Regions from separate parts of the Mus musculus genome. Here region 2 is linked to region 1. A link is a contact called in public HiChIP or PLAC-seq data. All regions are on one chromosome and are shown on one strand. Each heading gives the region's core, a stretch centred on a gene start, on an enhancer-like site or on the middle of the called end of the contact. The rest is flanking DNA. Distances are from core to core; before and after follow the strand shown. Region 1 has its middle 36 kb from the start of BB123696. Region 2 overlaps Nfil3 (nuclear factor, interleukin 3, regulated).

Region 1 (6,539 bases), core at 1,938-4,437:
CTTTTACAACATGCAGTGGTGTATTCCCACGGGATACATCCATCCCATGCATATCCACCCATACATCCTAATACTTAGAAATGAGAAGAATCACTGAAATGCATACAGCGGAGCCTGAGAGCACTGCAGCCCACCAACCCCACCCCTGAGGCTGCACATAGACCAACACTACCAGATCTGTCTGTCTATTGACTTCTCAGAATAAGCCTGGGGCCAGAACCACACTAGTGGCTATGCAGGACTGGGAAGGACAGAGAATGGAAAAGAAAGGAAGCATAGCTCCCTCAGGGGGACAAAAATGTTCAGAGGGGAACGGTGGTTACACAAACCTCTGAACATACCAGAAACTACAGAGTTGTACACTGTAAATGGGCAGGTTGTGTGTTATCTATGTTGGTGAGGTCACGACAACGACAGGTAAAGGAGCACAACAAACTGCAGTGTCAGGGGCTCAGCAGTGCATCGGGAACCCCAGTGGACAGGGTTGAGGTGAGACATTGCTTAAAGAGTGAAGAGAGGAAGAGAGGAACAGGGAGGTGGGAGACAAGAAGGAAGAGGAGGAGGTACAGAAAAAGAGGAGGAGGAGGAAGAAAAGGAAAAGGAGGAGAAGGAGGGAGAGGAGGAGAGAGAGGAGGAGGAGGAGGGAGAGGAGGACGGGGAGGAGGAGGGAGAGGAGGAGGAGGGAGAGGAGGGAGAGGAGGAGGAGGAGGCCAGTCCCCACAATCCCGTTCAAGGACACTCCATTGGTGGCCAAAGGAGACCTTCTGCTGGGTCCTACTTCCTAAAGATTCCAGCACCTCCAAACAGCACATCTCCTTAGAGCAAACCTTTGCTCAACCGGTCTCTGCGAGACATCTGAGCATTAGGATCTCATTTGTACCAACCAGCCCTTCCTGAACCAGTGAGCACAGAGCACCAATGGCTACACTTATGAATCTGTTCTGACTGGCTGAGCCATGCGGCTAACGGACTGCTTCCAGGCAGAAGGCAGTCTTCCTTAGTGCTCCATCCCACTGACTGCTGAGCATGACAGCACCACATCAGCAGCCGGTCCATTAACACTGTGACCCAGTCAGGGGCTGTCCCGGTGAACAAAGTCTCCTTAACAATGTTGTGGCTTTACAGTGTGACAGGGGAAAAAACACCTATTAGCTCAAGCCACTCAGACTGTGTCAGTGCAGTGTCCTTGGCGGTATATCCTGACTTAATAGAAAAGCCCCTGCCACTTGGCAATGTTTTAGACCAGAAATTCTGCACTGGGAAACATGAAAGTGCCAGCACACACTGCAGTTCCTGGCACAAACCACCAGAGGATGGGTCAGATCTACAGAGTATGTAGGGAGGAAGGTCAATAGAGCCACGGTTCTCAACCTGTGGCTCCCAACCCCTTTGGGAGTTCAAACACATCTACTGCAGAAAAGCCCGAGCTGTTTCCACAACCACTCAGACCCAATGTCTCCCCCAGCCCCACCCTGTCTTAGTCCAAGTGAACCTAAGAATAGACCACCTTCTGGGCTGAGTCTGATGGGGAAAGGAGCAGGTTAGGGTTCCTAGGTCAGGTGGGAAGGGCAGCTCCTATATTGAAGACCTGTTATTCTTCTCCCATTGAAATTCTGTACCCTATGTCCTAAAAATGTACCCTCCTATAACAGACCCTGAGAGCCAGGGAGAGATCACCACCCATTCTGGAGAACCGCTCTCCTAGCCTTAGCCCAGCCATGGAATCAGTGCAGGGAGAAAAGGCATCTTGGGTCAAATTTCACCACTTATTATTATTACTATTATTATTATTATTGTGGAAACTTCTGGTTTCTTTGGAAAGCCAGCTATGTCAAATGATCTTTTGCTGAAGCAGACACAGACGAAAAGATGGTTTGCTGAAGCAGACACATGAAGAAACATTTTGCTGAAACAGACACAGGTGAAAGGATGTTTTGCTACAGCAAGCATGTGGCAGGGAGCTTGATGAAGAGCCCTTCGCTAGACACGTGTGTATTGGTTCGCCTTATGTTTTGTTGCTGAGCTCCATGTTGTGACTCTATAGAGAGAGAAAAAAAAAAAAAAAAAAAAAAAAAACCTTCCGGAGGTGCTCTAGCAGCTTCTTGCCACTCCTGATGCCTGTGAACTGAACCGATTATTTCCTGACGATGCAGATTGGATTTGCTCCAAAGGACTATTTCTAAACAGGTCCACTTCCCCCGTATCCTAATAACCTTTCTTTTCTACTACCTATGGTGGGTGGTGGGCTAAAAGGGAGGTTAGAGCATTTTAGAACTGTTATTAAAAGTAGGTTTTGAAAAAAAATCGAAGCCTACAAATAATAATAAATAATAAATAATAATAATAAATAAAAAAAGACAGAGGTGTGCTTGCTCTCTGAGCTGCAAGGTCCCTTTCTATCATCCACTCACAGAGCCTTAAAGGGCAGTAAGCTCCCAGAGCAACCATCCTGACCACCACCATGTAGGAATGAAACAAGGAAGCCAAGAACACATTTAAGAAACCTTCCGACGAGGTACAGAATCTCTGAGAGAGAGAGAGAGAGATTGAGAGAGAGAGAGAGAGGCCCCGAAACCGGAAGCAGATGCAAATAACGGACACAGCGGTCATCCAATGTGCTCTGATTCTAAATTCTATACAGAGCGGCATTTATTGCCATGCAGAGTGGGCTGACTTCATAGACTGACAAAGAGTGGAAATTTAAAGAAGCAGCAGAACTCTTATTTTAGTTAGTTTCCTGGAAAAGCAGGACACAGGGTACAAGGTACAAGGAAGACCCTGATTGGTTGCTGTCCGTGATGTCAGACTCCGGATCCAGCCAATCAGAAGTCAGAATCTTTAGTACAAAACTGCTGGCTGTGATGTTTATTGATAGAAGGTTCTGGACCCTCTGGGGACAGAGGGCCTTGCAGGGAGGCTGAACCAGCAGAAAGCCTTATGTAGCCCAGGCTGGCCTCAAATTTGTTACATACCCAAGAATGCCCCTGAACTTCTAACCTTCCTTCGTCCACTTCCCAGTTGCTGGAATGACAGGCATACACCGCCACATGCAGTGCAGGGAATGGACTCTGGGCTTCGTGCATTGCCAGGCAAGCATTCTGCCAACTAAGCTACATCACAAACCTCTGTGGCTCACTCAAACCTGCACTCTGACAAGTGATCTGGGCCTGGCCTGGGTGTGTGGGCTGACTGTTCTTAACCTGAGCCAGCCTAGAAGAGTGAGGGAGGCAAATTATAGTCCTGAGCTGTGTCCAGCCCACTATCTGTTTTTGTAAATAGGTTTTCTTTCAACATAACCACATCTCTTTGCTCAGTGGCTACCTCTGTGTGTCAAGGGTGGAGTTGGAAGCGTCTGGTAGAGACTGCAATGGTTTACAAAGTTTGAAGTCTTTAACCTTTATAGAAACTTGATACTTTCTCATTTTAAAAGTCCATCTACCTGAGAGAAAGGCCCTGGCAGCTGCAAGGACCACCACCCTGTTTCACACCTCACTCCTGGGGACAGGTGCTTCAGGGAGGCCTGCTGTCATTTACCAGTCAATGGGCCTTGGAAGTCCAATAGAGCACTCTGCTAGCCTAGGTCACCCACAGAGCTGGACAGTGAAACATGGCAGCCTTAAGCCTCTACACTCAGGAATGCTTTATAAAGGGGATAACTAGGACCTACTCCCCAACATGCATGCAAGCACGCATGCACACACGGTGTGCACGTGAACGCACACACATACACACACACGCACATGCACACACACACACACGCACATGCCCAGTGGCAGGGGTCCCTAACTGTACACTCATCTGGTTTCTGACACTGTCCGGCTACACTGAAGCACAACAACTTAGTTTTTCCGGAGAAATGCCGTCAGTCATACTGAAACTGCTTTCAACCACAGACTTCTGTTTCCTTCACCTTGACTGTCCCCTTCCTCTCTGCAGCACCGTGACCGCACTGTGCTCTGTGGGTTTGGCCTTTTTAGTGACTCTTACCACTAATAGAAGAGGATGCTACAATCCCCCCCTCGCCCCCAAGGTGGGAACTTCTCAGCCTTTGTGAAGCTGAAAGGCCACCTGAGTGTCTTTCAGATCAGCAGTATCTGGCTCTAGATTCCCGGGGTGTCTTTAAGGAAAGGTGCCGTCATGAAAATCTTTCCATGTTCTAACTGTGTGGAGCACCGTGTATCAAGGGCAGCAGCTTAGTGGTTTTCTCACTGGGAAACCACCAACTATTTCATTCCTCTGGGACAGTAAAAATCTGGACAAATTACTTACATTCCCTCTGGTACAGCAACATGGCCTCATCCCCCATGTCATGGACATTCCTGCAGAGGCTGGGAGAGGGACGGCTTTCCTCCATCAAGGGGTCTTTTTCCCCCAACCAAGGTGCCCATCTGTGCCCTAGTGCCTGGAACCTGAAGATGTATGTCATATTAAACGGTGAACAAAAGGGACTTTGCTGGTTTAATAGGACTGAAAACTTTATAATAAGGAGTTTGCCAGTGAGTCTGATTTGGCATCAGCCTGGCACAGCTGGTGATATGAAGAAACCTGAAGAGGGTGGAGCTTGCTCTGTTTGGGCTCCTGTACCAGAGTGGCGTAAGCTGGAGGGCTTTGTGAGCATCCGTGGTGTATTGCTTCCTTCTCGGAAGCTGAGAAGGGCCCAGGTCAAGGAGCTAGAAGAGTCCATGTTGGGAAGGGTTAGGGTTAGGGTTAGTCAGGCCACTCCCTGACTCCATGATGTTCTTTCCCACTGTGTCCCCACCCTAACCACCACCCAGGTGCTGGGGAAAGAGGCATCTCTCTGAGATCTCTTTCATAAGAAATCACAAACCCCATTCATGAGGTGCACCATTATGGCCTCTCACATCTCTTGATTTTTATGTATGCACCTGAATACCAGAGGAGGATATCAGACCCCATTCCAGATGGTTGTGAGCCACCATGTGGTTGCTGGGATTTGAACTCAGGACCTCTGCAAGAGCAGCCGGTGTTCTTACTGTTTGTTGAGCCATGTGGTAAAGCTCTGCTTCCTAATGCCAGGGCTGAGATCTCAGCATACGTGGGCTGGGAAGTAGGTGAAGGGCTCGCCCACTAAGCATGAGTGCTGGAGTTTGGAGCCACAGCACTGTTGTAAAAAGCCAGGTGGGGCAGGCTAGGTCTGTAATCTCAGCACTGGAGAGTCAGAAGCAGAGAGACCCCTGGGGCTCATTGCCAGATAGTCCAGCCAATGGGCTTCAGTTTCAGTGATAAACAAAACCACTTGATGAACACAGATACCTACCACACATAAGCATGCCCATTTGAGAGAGTCACATTCGGCCTAGAGCGGGGTGTTTCAGAGAACCTGGAACTCTTGTCACCTGCACTGGTTCAAAGACTCTATACAACACAAAGATAAGCTGAGACAGGACCTGGCTGGAAGTCCAAACCACGAAAGGGTTCCCTTTGACAGGAGCTGAGAACACTTCCCTATGCTCAGAATCTCTGAGTGGGAGGGAAGTCTCCCGTCCTCTGATCAGAATGTAGGAATAACACACAGTGTCTCAGTCAGTATCCTCTCCCTCAGAGGAAGTCCAACATGCAACAGTGATATGGGAGGCACCCTTAATTCTTGTGACCATGAGGTTGTCTCCAAAGAGTGAACTAGAAGAAGACAAAATATAGTTCTAGAGAGGATAGGCCAGGCAGGACATGGACATGCCCCTGAAGTGTGCCTACCCATTTTGAACTGCTTACTAAGCCATTAGCGCTGTTCCACAAGTTCTCATGCCACACTGAGTATAAACATCCCGTGAGTGATGAGGTGACTGCGCCATGGTGGAAAGAATCAGCCCATTTTTGTAGACTCTGTGCCGACCCCTACGTCCTAGGGATATTCATCAGCTCAGCAAAGACTATGTCAGAATTACTCAGCTCTCCTCTGCTCATGTCCACCCCTGTGAGATCACATCTCTACTACTTCCTCAAGCCTTGACCTTCCTTTTCCATCCACTCTCTGCCACATGTCTCTGGGACCCTGCAAGCAGGCTTCTCTCCACACTGTGTCTCCTTCCCCAACCTTCTGTTGCCCCAAGAACATGGGCATAGCACAGGACCACGGAGGATAAGAAGAACTGCTTGCTTACACCAGGGGCTCTCAACCCGAGCGTCATGATCCCTTTGGGGCTCAAAGGACCCTTCACTGGCGTTATCTAAAACCATGGGCAAACACAAATATTTACATTATGGTTCATAAAATAGCAAAATTAGAGTTATGAAGTAGCAGCAAAAATAACTTTACGGTTGGGGTGGGGGTCACCACATCATGAAGAACTGTATTAAAGGATCCTAACATTAGGAAGGCTGAGAACCACTGCCGTGCTTTGTACATACCCTTGGGAAGGGTGCTCTATGTACACTAAGCAAGCCTCAGACCAAGAGACCTAACATTGAATCTACTTTACCATGGGCAGAGACAGAGCCTCTATGAATAAAATCAATAAGGAAAATGATGAGGAATTTAGGAGCACATGGCTATAAATTGTCCAAGCGGAGGCCCTCAA
Region 2 (6,539 bases), core at 1,071-3,570, 180 kb after region 1:
CCGCCATGCTCCTGTCTTGATGATAATGAACCTGTAAGCCAGCCCCAATTAAATGTCCTTTTTAAGACTTGCATTGGTCATGGTGTTCATTGCAAAAAACCAAAAACAAACCCTAACTAAGATAGCCTGCTTGTACCTTGTGTGTGTGTTAGGTCAAAAATCGATGTCCAGTGTCTTCCTTAATCAATTTCCACCTTATTTTTTGATTCAGGCCTTTCACTGAACTTGAAGACTTGAAGGATAGGCTGGAGCCGGAGGGATCTTCCTGTATGCTGTGTCCCCGACTAGTCTCCCTTCTCTGAAGATACAGGTGTGTGTGCTGGTACACCTGGCTTTTTATATGCACGCTAGGGAAACCGGATCCTCCCGGTAGTTTGGGAGGTGCCTTACCCCAACTGAGGCATCCATCTCCTCAGCTTCTACCTTAAGAAACCCCAGTGGCCTTTGCTTTTCCCATCCGATCAAGTGGAACAGAGCCGGAGCTGTGCTTGCCACCAATCCTTTATTGAAACTGGCAACATACACACTTTATAATAGAGCAAAAATAACGTTCAGTATGTACAGCCTCTGTGGGGGGCTATCTGACTACACGCCAGGCAGAGTGAGGGCATCAAGTCTTCAGCGCGTGCACACAAGGACACCCAGACAGACGCCGTTGTGCACACTACAGTGAAATGACTTTAGAGGTCCAGTGGAAATTCAGTATGGTACCAACAGCCTCCTCCTCCATGCATAGCTCGGTCAGCAGCCATTTACCTGGAGTCCGAAGCCGAGATCGGTTGTGTGGCTATGAATCTCTTGAGCGAGACCACCTCTGCAGATAAGTTTGCTATTCCCTGCTTCAAATACAAATTCTCAGCTTCGGAAACCTTATAGCCACCGTCTTTGACTTCCACCACACCTGTTTTGAAGCTACTCTGAGTTTTGCTGCTCAGTTCTTTGTGATGCCAGTGTTCCGATTTGAGGGACCAATCTTGAATGTTCGTCACCTGCACTGAGAAAGGAGGGAGGGAGGAATGGGCCATACCCGAGGTTCCATGTTTCTCCAGGTCAAAATGTCTTTTGGCGATCGCATCGGCGGGTGAAGAGAGTTTCTGCATGCCTTCAAACTCGCTGTCCAAAGCCTCCACTTTGACCTGCATGGCCTTGGCTTTAATCCGAAGCTTGTGCGGTAAGGCAGAAGGGTTCACTTCCGGAACCTTCACCACCGTGGCGTGGACCCGTTGCAGCTCCACTGGAGAATGGATGGGGCCCTTAGGGACCTGTTGTTCGTCTTCCCCATCAGAAGACTTGCCCACTACACCCTCATCGGCCTCTGAGGTTCTTGGGGAGTTGCTAGTGGACCCATGGACCTGCAAGAGGGGTGGGGAGTGGGAGTAAGTGGAGAAAGAGCTTCCCATGTAGCTCTGGTAGATGGAGGTGGAATACGTGCCCCGCTCCTCCCTGGCCTCCCTGGCAAAGCTCTCCAACTCCACGGGCTCCTGCTTGATCACAGGGAACTTGTTCTCAGGGCTCCGGCAGCCTCCCTGTGCGGGGCTTTCCTGAGTGTGCTCCACCGAGGACACCTCTGACACATCGGAGAGCGAGCTCTGGGGAGAGTGCTTGATGACTGAGATGCAACTTCCGGCTACCATCGCAGGCTCATGCTCGTCCACAAAAGAGCTCACGGCAGCCTTGGATGTCTGGTAGTCCTGAAAGTAGACAGCTGTGGAATTACTGAGTTTCTGGATTTCTTGGGCATACGCCGTGGAGCTAATTAAACCAAACTTTAATTTCAGGGAGAGCAGCTCAGCTTTTAAAGTGGCATTTTCTTCTCCCAGGGCGATCAGCTTGTTCTCCAAAACCAGGTCATTGAGGCGGCGCTTCTCCCGAGATCTTTTGGCAGCTTCGTTGTTTTTCCGCCGTTTCTCCCAATACATGGCGTCTTTCTTCTCGTCCGGAATGAATTCCCGTTTTCTCCGACACGCCGAGGATTTGTTTTTCCCCATGCTCCCTTCGTTCAGGAGCAAATCTTCACCTGAGGCTAGGTCCTCGGCCACCTCAGCTAAGGCAGAGTTCAGCAGCAGCATCTTGTCTGAGCTGCTGGTAGGATCTAGGGGTGCGGGCTCCTTTTTGATGGTCTGCATTTTTCTCAGCTGCATCAGAAAGGACCTCCTCGTCCTACAGACCGGATGGAGGAGACAAATCACTTCCCCAGTCTTCTTTCAGGTCTTAAGGACTTCAGCCTCTCATCCATCAATGGGTCCTTCTGTTGTCCGGCACAGGGTAAATCTGTCAGGAGCCTTTCATGGGTTATCTGCAATAAAGTAGATCACAGTGAGTCCCTTGGGCAGCTGTGTGCTAGCAGCTGTAAAAGGGGGTGCTGTGCTGAGCAGTCAGCGGGTACTGGTACAAAACAGCTCAGGTCTTTTCTTTAAACGGGGGAAAAAGATGTAAATACACAAACCCTTCTACTTCAGTGGCAAAGAACCTCTTTGCCTTGGACTATGTGGTCCAGCAGAGAGAGGAGTGCTGTCATTCATCCCTTCATCCCACCCTCCCTCCACCTACCCAGACTTGGACCCATGCAATCCTTTCGTCTAGTCCTATGCATCCATCCATCCATCCATCCATCCATCCATCCATCCATCCATCCATCTATCCATCCATCCCTCCCTTCCTCCTGCCCTCTCCTCTGCTCTGGGTCAGATAGAGGAAAGCTGTGTTTAACAGAGATAAAGGGCAAGTGCAGGATCATACAGGGTGATTTATCACAGGGAGGAAATGACAGACAGCCCTACAATGGTGACCAGAACACGAGTGCTGCCCTGCTTCAAAATGACAATAGGTAACTTGGCTCTGCCAAGGAAGTGCATACAAGAACTTGGCTGTTAACCTGCTGTCCCACCTCTGAGGGCCTGGTGCTCCCCAGTCTGCCCTGGGAATTCCTCTGGCCTTACCATTAAGCTGCTACCCTTATAGGAAGTACTTGCACTTATAAAATTCAAAATGCAAGGCCTTTCAGGCTTACCGGCCAGACTTTCAGGATTGACAGCCACAGTGCTTTATGGGGGTCCTAAAATTCAGCATAATAGACTTCAGTTATTTAGTCCTTTTGCACTAAAACAGTTACTATTCAAGGGGACTTTTTTTTTTTTTAAAACACAGCTCTCTTGAAAGTTAAGATTACTTCAAAACCAGAGAATATAATTATGGAAAGACCTTCTTTCGATCTTACTAATTAGTTTCAAATAAAATATAAGAACCGAAAAATAGAATCATCAACTGTTTTTCACTCCGAGTATATTTATAATATGAAATGGGTTTCACTTTGTGCTCGCGAGTGTGTGTGTGTGTGTGTGTGTGTGTGTGAGCGAGTGTGTGCATGTGTGTGTGTACCCATGTGCACGCTGAGGGTGGAACCCAGGAGAGTGCTAAGTAAGCGTTCTACTCTAGGCTTTGCCACAAGACAATAAATCCTTTCCTGGCGCTTTTGGATCCCATAGTGCCTCCATAAAGCAAAGGTACACACAGCCCACACACATCATTACTCTCTGAGGTGTCCTTCCTTAGGCTCTGTCACCTTGCCTTTTGACATAGAGTAGTCTCTCTCATGGCCCAAAATTTGCCTCATAGGCTAGGCTGGCCGGCCAGTGAGCCATGGGACCTTCCTGTCTCCATCTCTCCATCTCCTCAACTGCCAACTGTGAACCATGATATCCAGCCTCTTTTAAATAAATGGGTATGGAGATCAGGTCTCCATGTGTGTGTGCCAGATACCTCAACGGCTAAGCCATCTCTGCTCTCACTCATCGAAGCCTGCTTGCATTTTCTGTCTTTTCCCCAGTCCCAAGAATGTCAAGGTCATACAAGGTTCTGCCCATCCAATTGGGCCACCACCACAGGGAGCAGCTCCCCAACTCAAATGAAGCCCAAGGGCCACTGACAGCGTGCTTTCTGACAACGACACCCCGTCAGACACCACTTCAAGGATGGAGACATTGCAGACCAAAAGACAGCTTGTCAACCTCTAATCAAAAATACAATCTCTTTGCGGGGCAGCCAAGGCTACTACACAAAGGCTATCCTGTCTTGAAAAACCAACCAACCAACCAACCAACCTGGAAACACATCCCTCCACACAGTACAGGGCATGCTCCTCCTCCTGCTGCAGCTGGCGTGCAGTCAGTCACTCCGATGGGGTCCTCGCCCTTAGGTGGAACTGAGCTGCAGCCAAGAAAGATGCAGACCCTGGCCTTTCCTGTTGTGGGCTTCAAGTCTCCACCAAGCCACAGGTACTAGTTTTTAAATACCACACAGTCGCTTCCACGCTATTTTTCTGAGGTATTTTTTCCCCTCTCCATGTGCTTGTGTTTTCCTCCACATACTTATCTCAGTTCTTCTTTAAAACCCAGTTCTTCCTTAAAACATACACTGTATGTCATTTACACAGTTCACCATCTGTGAGCTACTCTCCCCACGAGTCTCCACATCAGCCAAGCTCAGAGACATTTTTTAACTGTGGATCACATGTCTGTGTGGATCCAGTTAGAGTATATGTGTGTGTGTGTGTGTGTGTGTGTGTGTGTGTGGTGTGTGTTAGTCATGACAGGCCACCATGGCCAAGCTGAACAGGTAGCTGATTCTATTTCACCACAAACGACCCATGGCTGGGGAGATGACTCAGATGATAAAGCCCTTGATTTACAAGTCCAAGAACTGGAGTTTAATCCCCAAAGCCTATGAGAAAGTCTGGGAAAGGTGGCAGAGACTATAACCTCAGTGTTGGGGAGGTAGAGACGGAAGGATCCCCAGGGCTCACTCCCTGGCCAGTCAACCTAGCCTACTATGTGAACTCCAGGTCTATGAGAGAAAACGTCTCAAAAACCAAAATGGATAGAAATCGGAGGAACAACCCTGGAGGTTGCACTCTGGCCTCCATACACACATACTTATGTACCAGTAGGCGCATGCGGTCACACATACCTATGGATTTCTAGGTCACCGAATAAGGAACACCTACTGTGTACTGAGCACAGAACTAGACTGAAGATTCTAAGAGTGGGGAGGTTGTGCAGGCTGAGGGCCAAACTGCAGAGCACAGACAGGACAGAGACAAATGCTCGGACATTGATCACGGTGGGACCTGAAGTGTGGATCCTGCTGACTCCACTCACACCAGATAGATGTCATTTATTTGGACATTTGCTAAGTCGCAGGCACTGGGGACATAGCCTACCTCATGTGCCCCCTTCAGCATCGTCAGAGGTTCGCAGACACGAGTGGCATCCAACACTCCTGTGATAGCCAACCTGAGACCTCCACCTAGCCTGGACCCTCACAGATCCTCTCTACATGCCACCTTTCAGTCCCAGACACACACAGCGTCCACCTCTCTTAGGTATGAACCTCAGATATGTAATAATGAAGTGATTCTAGGGACAGGAAGGAACCATGGATCTAGCTAGAGCTTACTCCACAAGTTGGCTACACCAAGAAGGACTGTCCGGAGCTGCCCTCAGTGGGTGTGGGCTATTTTACAGCCAAATTTTAATCTCCTGAGAGTTGAACCTATGTTGAAACAGTGAAAAAGACAGACAGCTATTGGCCTTGAACTTGTGATCATCTTATCTCAACCTCTTACACCTGTTCCAACCACCACCACCATCATCATCATCATTAATCTTTAAAAACATATGTGTTTATGTGTATGTTTTTGTGTCTATGTACATGCCAGTGCCTGCAAAGGCCAGAGACTTCAGGTCCTCCAAGAGCTAGAGTTACAACACTTTGTAAGCTGCTCACCGTGGGCGCTGGCAACTGAACTGAACTCAGGTCCCCTAAAAGAGCAATATGCATTCTTAAGCAATGAGTTATTTCTTCAGCCCCTTTTACTATCTTAAAAAAAAAACCATATACAGTTATGAGTGTTTTGCCTGCCTGGTACACTTGAAGGTCAGAAGGCATTGGATCGCCTGGACCTGAACCCAGGTCCTCTGTAAGAGCAACAAGTGCTCTTAACTGCTGAGCCAACACTCCAGTCCCATTATATTATCTTTTAAACAAAACCAAAAGTATATCTATTTCAACATTGTACATTGTGTTAGTTACAGTTTCTACTGCTGTGATGAAACACCATGACCAAAGAGCATCTTGGGGAGGAAAGGTTTTACCTGACTAACGCTTCCACATTGCTATTCATCATCAAAGGCAATCAGAGCAGGAACTCAAACAGGTCAGGAACCTGAAGTCAGGAGCCCAGGCAGAGGGGCGCTGCTTACTGGCTTGCTCCTCCTGGCTTGCTCCTCCTGCTTTCTTACAGAACCCAGGACCACCTGCCCAGGTTGGCCCCGCCCACAATGGGTTGGGCCCTTCCCCACCAATCACTAATTAAGAAAATGCTCTACAGATTGGCCCACAGCTGAATCTTAGGGAGGCATTCTCTCAGTTGCTGTTCTCTCTCCAGTCCTCTCTGGTGACTCTAGCTTTTAAGTAGACCCACATGGAAGAAGCAGCCAAAAGACTGAGCCACCAGCCAGAGATCACAGCAGTTAAAACCA

The links. HiChIP or PLAC-seq counts read pairs in DNA pulled down with a chosen protein or histone mark.
Region 2: a contact with region 1 is called in an H3K27ac HiChIP or PLAC-seq map of regulatory T cells, with 6 times the contacts expected there. The contact joins two enhancer-like sites. A contact is called at or near these places in 1 of 15 datasets of contacts at CTCF or cohesin (CD8 T cells), 5 of 484 Hi-C or Micro-C datasets (the N1E-115 cell line, Th2 cells, bone marrow-derived macrophages and 2 more), 14 of 115 datasets of contacts at active chromatin or transcription factors (CD8 T cells, T-cell acute lymphoblastic leukemia, bone marrow-derived macrophages and 10 more) and 2 of 9 other capture datasets (adipose tissue and liver).

Annotation. Positions count from the first base shown.
Region 1 is chr13:52,789,859-52,796,397 of GRCm38.p6, forward strand. No RefSeq gene overlaps it. Among named protein-coding and RNA genes, the nearest start is that of BB123696, 36 kb to the left of the region's middle. Within about 2 kb of position 3,188, at least 71 of the 459 cell types and tissues checked have an H3K27ac peak or open chromatin away from gene starts, as enhancers often do. A contact at or near this core is called in regulatory T cells, where this site is marked.
Region 2 is chr13:52,966,726-52,973,264 of GRCm38.p6, forward strand. It overlaps Nfil3 (nuclear factor, interleukin 3, regulated), which reads right to left. Exons shown (of 2, transcript NM_017373.3): 2 at 484-2,296. The coding sequence starts at 2,141. The coding sequence ends at 753. Gm40950 (a long non-coding RNA gene) reads left to right here. Exons shown (of 3, transcript XR_873402.3): 3 at 212-463. Among named protein-coding and RNA genes, the nearest start is that of Nfil3, 11 kb to the right of the region's middle. Within about 2 kb of position 2,321, at least 8 of the 459 cell types and tissues checked have an H3K27ac peak or open chromatin away from gene starts, as enhancers often do. A contact at or near this core is called in regulatory T cells, where this site is marked.